Regions from separate parts of the Danio rerio genome. Here region 1 is linked to region 2. Evidence: chromatin contacts called from public Micro-C data. All regions are on one chromosome and are shown on one strand. The core of a region is the stretch at or near the end of the contact, and the rest is flanking DNA. Distances in the headings are between cores, read along the strand shown.

The links. Hi-C and Micro-C count contacts between places; a contact is called where the count stands out from the background.
Region 1: a Micro-C map of caudal fin shows a contact between it and region 2, with 2.0 times the contacts expected there. The contact joins the promoter of sema6d here to the enhancer-like site in region 2. A contact is called at or near these places in 2 of 18 Hi-C or Micro-C datasets (caudal fin and an unstated tissue) and 1 of 4 datasets of contacts at active chromatin or transcription factors (gastrula embryo).

Annotation. Positions count from the first base shown.
Region 1 is chr18:43,284,715-43,287,917 of GRCz12tu, reverse strand. sema6d (semaphorin 6D) reads right to left here and starts at 1,356. Exons shown (of 18, transcript NM_001017682.2): 1 at 1,308-1,356.
Region 2 is chr18:43,247,088-43,250,064 of GRCz12tu, reverse strand. It overlaps a transcript of sema6d not described here. Among named protein-coding and RNA genes, the nearest start is that of sema6d, 38 kb to the left of the region's middle. Within about 2 kb of position 1,509, at least 11 of the 62 cell types and tissues checked have an H3K27ac peak or open chromatin away from gene starts, as enhancers often do. A contact at or near this core is called in caudal fin, where this site is marked.

The DNA of each region.
Region 1 (3,203 bases), core at 107-2,606, 38 kb before region 2:
TAATACAGGCAGCAGAAATATTGTTGTTTAAAAGTTATCAGTTTGAATGAGATCACATAACTCCCAGGCAAAGGTTAGATGAATTTAAGGCACTAAATCTTCCTTGTATATTATAATGCGAACTTCGATCCCTCATCATTACGGGACAGTGGGAGTCTAAAGTGCATCTGTTTCATCCAATGTCAGAAATTAACTGGGACCGATTTTGAGGGGCATTCATGGATACAATGTTCTAGCATACATGTGCTGTCAATTTAAACAAAAACATTCCAATAACACTATTAAAATAGAAAGCGGTGTACAATATTCTTTAAATATATGTAGCCTATCATGAATTGTTTTATTTAAATTTAAAATGTTTTGTAAGCTTATTGCCTATTTGTAATAGTCGGGGAATTTTCCTTTTTCTTTCTTATTTTTTTCAGTCTCAGCGTAATATCTGCCCTATTTTGTTACTTTATATTTTTGTTTCTATTATAATAATTTGGAAAAAACAACAATACAAAAGGAATATATAATTCCCAGAAATAACCCTCTGTATCAACAGGATGTGACAGTAATGCACTGCCTTTTTTCATTAATAATGCTAAAAGCAATACTACTTTCCTCCAGACGTTTGGTCTAATTAAAAAAAAAAAAAAAAAACTAACAAAATAAAACAAGAAAAAAGTTGTAATCAAGATTATAGTCAACTCAAAGTGACAACAAAGTGTAAAAGGGAAAGCAGAAATCCTACCTGAATGTTCTCCAAATGTAGACTACAAAACACTCCCCGGTTATATTCCAAAGTGATTCACGGTATTAAATCCAGTGTAGATAGACAGCATGTGTGCAGCTCGGTCCATAAAACCAGAAGATCCCCATGTGTTTGTTTTATCCGAAGCACGCAAAACAATTCCCAGAGCCCGAAGGGCTCGTCCAGCTCGTCCTCGGGATAAAGCTTTGTGATCTTCAAAAGCTCACCGATCAAATAGCACCAAGACCCTCCCTCTCCTGTAGTACCATCCCCCCGTCATTCACCAAACCAAACCAATACAACCCAAACCAAATAAAAACCAACTAAGTAATTACCTCAAGAGATCTACTCTTCAGAATGAAGAACTTTACGCGCGTGCGCCTCTCCACTTATAAACAATCCGTATTTGTGTAAACGGGTGAATAAAAATAGCTCCAGTTCTATTTTTGCGCAGCACCTAGAGTACTTCTGATGTTTTGGAAATCTTTTCCCTGTCGCTTCTTCTCGTTTCCCCCATTTTCTCAACCTCACGCGCTCGCAACGTCACATTTTATCTACAAAATTAACTCACCTCATCTGAATCCGTGATTTTCTTTACGCGATTTGGATCGCAACAACTCTGAGTCAAGCTTGAAGTGTCTCTGTCCGTTCTGAGCGGGGAAAAACAAACTAATGCACGGCAAATGGTGTAACTCGATCCATCCCGAGTCCATCCATCAGCAGAGCCAACCACAGCCTAGCCTAGAAACTGATCCCTCCCCGTTCCCTCTCTCTATCCCTCTCCCTCTCTTTTTTCTCTCTGCTCCCTCTATCCACTCCAGCGCTAGTAGATGTGGTTTTTGGCTTCTTTCCCTTGCTCGGCTGTTTTCTTTTTTTCTCCTGCCAAAGTGCGAGACCTTTATTGTCTGTATGTGTGTACATATTTATGTATATGAAGATATGTATAGAATATTTATTAATGCTTTTGCAATGTAAACACTTTTTAACACACCAATAAAACATTCAGAGTCTGTAGTGTGTGTGTAAGTGAGAGGCCCTCACATCTTGGTGACCCTGAGGGGCCCCCCTCTCTTCCCAATCCCTTCCCCCAGCAGTAAGCTGCTTGTTAAATCTTTTCCACAGAACTGTTTTGGGAAGGGAGGACAGCGAACCACACTCCTTGGAACTGCTCTTTGGAAGGAAATCTTGACTTTCAGCTTGAGGCAAAAAAAGGAAGGAGCGAACAGAATTTCTTTTGACACTGCGCTCCCATGCATTTTCACCGTCAACCTTTCAGAGACATTTTCAATAATGAAAGACACATACTGAAAACATTCGGTTATAAGCTGCACATCAAATGCAGCTGCGATCAAAGTTTTCTCAGCTTATTGTTGGCATATGCATGTCTCCTCAGATAAAACCCCAGCTTGTGGTATATGTGGTATTAATACATTTTGGAGTTGTTTGTTGATCAATTAAATATTAACACAAGCTGCTGTGTGAATTAGTTACACATTCACTGTTCGCTTTATTGTGTACGAGTGTGAACATTAACAAGTCCAAGCTGATAGTGAACACAAAGAACGTGGCAGATTGTTAAAGGATTTGGCAGCTGTGCAGAGACACTGCAGTCAACAGCATTTAGTATTGCGGTTCTTATAAGTGCATAAATGTTGTGAAAATGCACACAAGCATTTAAAAGTCAATATTATCTCTGCTCTCGGCAGTCTGTAGCTCTCTCTCTGCTGCAATTGGAGTAGATATAACGATTAGAACATTAAATGCATGTATAACTGTGGTGGTCCGGCTCAAAATGCTAATGCATCCTGCAGGTAAATGGACAGACAGAAATTGGATGCACAGGTAACAGTTTGAGGATTTGTTCCACTGACCTAGATGGGTTTAATAAATTCACCAGCAAGTCATGACAGAGAAATAGAGAGCATAAAATAAATTGAAAAGTGAACATTGTACCTTTTAAGATCTCCCAAAGGGCTTTTTATTGTTCAAAGGTTGCACCTTCAGAGCTCCTTTTAATAATTGAAATCTCAGGCCCCGTTTACACTAATGCGTTTTAGTTTGAAAACGCATAAGTTTTGCTACGGTTACGCCATCCGTCCACACTACGCCGGAGTTCTCGAGCGCCGAAAACGGAGCGTTTCGAAAACGCTGGAGAGGCCATTTTCATTCTGAAACGCAGCTGCTCCGTCTCAGTGTGGATGATGGAAAACGGAGACATTTGAAAACGGAGGCGGGGCTGCAGACATTCGCCTCTCTGATTGGGGCTTTTCCTGAATATTAAGTAGCCTAACACGCACAGTTCAGTCCTGCATCTTCTCCGTGTAAGTTAAAACTTCGCAAGTTTGATCATGGCTGCAGTCTCTTCTTCTCAGTTTGATATGGAAAACAGACTATATCGAGGACACGGGTAAATCTTCAAAGGGAACAGTGTACTTTATAACTTCATTCACATCACCCTGGCTACGTT
Region 2 (2,977 bases), core at 260-2,759:
CTAAAGTTTATACCATATGATGATGATGTTACTTTGACTAATCATGGCTATGAAGCAGAAAAGAGGAATAGTGAGTCAGGGACGTAGCTAAGACTTCATAACATTAAAAGGGGCGTCTCGTCTTCCATTTCGGGCTCAGGCGCACTTTGCACTCATACTACAAGTGTACCGCGCCAAAGCCCAAGTGAACCGCACTCTGGCACACCTCTTCCAACCAGGCCAGGGCCAGCCACGAGTCGGGTCTAAGACAACAGATAATTCTATAAAACATATTTATTTTTTTGTATTCTATAGAACTGTAATAAGTAATATTCAGGCAAAAGTCTTAAAATATGACTCCAGTTGTGTCTTTACATTGTTTTTCAGTTACATTTAGGACTGATTTCTGTTATTCATTAAGAATAAGAATTGAAAATGTAAATTGGGGATGGGGGGGGGGGGGGGGGGGGTTGGTTTTGCCCAGGGTGCCATTTGAACTAGAACCGCCATTTGTGACAAGACTTTTGTTAGATAGATAGATAGATAGATAGATAGATAGATAGATAGATAGATAGATAGATAGATAGATAGATAGATAGATAGATAGATAGATAGATAGATAGATAGATAGATAGATAGATAGATGATGGATGGATGGATGGATGGATGGATGGATGGATGGATGGATGGATGGATAGACAGACAGATAGATAAAAAAGTGTGTAAAACACAGAGCAATTTTTAGACCAAACCTCCAAAATCTTATATGATGTTCACACACTATGTATCATTGTCCAATGGCTGATACAGCTTTTAGTCATTTATCAAATGCTATCTGACCCACCGTTACTTACAGGATACTGCCCTGTACAGTTCACTTCCTGCTCTAATCCTGTGGTCAATGACCCAGTGATGATACAGGAGTACAGTCATTTTCCTCTACATGAATCACCAGTCTGGGATTTGAACCAATCATGTTCATTAGAGGGCCAACTCTTACTTGCTCCTGCTTGTCAAGAGTCTACCGTCAACAAAACACAAAATTAATCTTTTCTTTTAGCTTGGTTTGTCTTTGGTTAAAAAAAAAAAAAAACATACCACATATTCTCTTGAGCTCCTGTGATATTTTGAGAACTCTCTCCCTTTCGCTCGCTCTTTCTCCCGCCACTGCAGTCCCTATTATTGATTACCTGTTCAGGAGTACATCCAAACTTGGCTTCAGAGATGGAGCAGATATTGCAAAGAAACTCAAAAAGAACACTTTAGCAAAAATAAAAGAGGAAGGATTTAGGACATATCATATCTTCCACAAAACGGGTTCTCTCAGGTTATTAAAGGATTCAAGCGTGGGAGTGTTTGATCCATTTTATTTTTATTTTTTTGGAGGGAAGTTCCCTGGTTTTTAACCTCAAATCCACATTTATAGTAAGAGTGACTCATACATTTACAGACTGACATTCAGCGTGATGAAGCTGTTTTGCTCATTCTGGTTCAGTCTGCTTGTATACGAGTGTGTCAGTCTTAACATTGAACAGATGGAGTCAGCAAAGACAGAAACTCCACCCTCTTGTCTTACCGCACGCCTCCTGCAGACGGGTCTATACATGAGCCATTGTTTCTCAGGGTAAAGCTGTCAGATCCTTGAGGTAAATCATAGGTTATCTGTTATCACAAAGACAGAGTGCTGCCACAGAACTATTAAAGCTGTATGTGTATGCCATGCTCAGCAATGACCTTCAGCACTGTGTTTTGGATCAACATACTGGACATAATCCAGATTTTAAAGTAATATTCCAGGTTTAATACAAGTTAAGCTTTATCGACAACATTTATGGCATAATGTAGATTGTGAAAATAATAAAAAAAGCTAAACAAAAGTCAAAGGTGCAGTAAGGTACTTAGGTGAAACTAAGGGTAACATAGTAGCCTTTTCTGTCGTCTTTGGGTCCTTTTCACACCACACTGATGGCTTTGGTCCGAACCAGGTGAAAGGAACCAAAATACAGTCATCTGACAAAATCCACATCCCTCATTGGCCAGATGTTGTTGAACGTATTTCCTAAAGTGCTTTTTGATTAGTCAGAATTAACGTGTGGGAAAATGGAACTCCTGCAAGTAAAAAAACCGGCTGACACAAAATCTCACTTTTTACTATGAAGGGACGACTGCGCTGACTGACACTATCCCTGCTCATAGTATTCTATGCAGTTTGTATACACCACTTAAGACAAACTATGCATTTCGAGAATGAAGCGCAGCTGCGGCTGGAAAACAATGTTTTAATGTATCGCAAATAGCGAAGGTGCATTGCAGGAGGAGGCTTAAATTATTTTAGCTAAACTGGGACATGGTCATCTTGAGGAAATATTACCAACAATTCATCAGGTAATGTTTTTCCCTCTCTCTCTTAAAATTGTTGGTAAAGCGCTGTCAACAAATATTGTTTCTCTCCATTCCATAATGCACAGCGCATCGGCCTACGGCAACTGGGTTTGTCCAAAAAGACACAGTACTTTTTGGGGTTGGGTCTGTTGTAGTGCGTATTATGTTCTCACAACAAGCGAACTGCGCCAGTGTTCATTTAAAAGTGTACCGAGACCACCTCTTCAAGGAGGTCTGAGTACATTTTTTGGTCTGGTTTTAATGCGCACTGAAATATAATTGCTACACTCACACCCGCCCAAACAAATAGCACCAAGAGTAAAAACGAACTCTAGTGCGATTCAACCGAACTAAATAAGGCAGGTTTGAGAGCACCCTAAATGGCCCGGGCCACATTTTGTGAAGTCTGTGTTTTCTGTAAATTGGTTCATACCACAATGTGTCTTTTAAGTTATTTAAATCATCCATTTAATATTTAACCCAGCAAGCACACAATATCATGAGACATTAATATTAGGTTAGATTTAGGCCATGACGTCCGGGGACCAAAATTCAATGTCTAGCCTACACTGTAACAAAAATACGTAATTTTATGTATTTCTGTAATCAAATAACA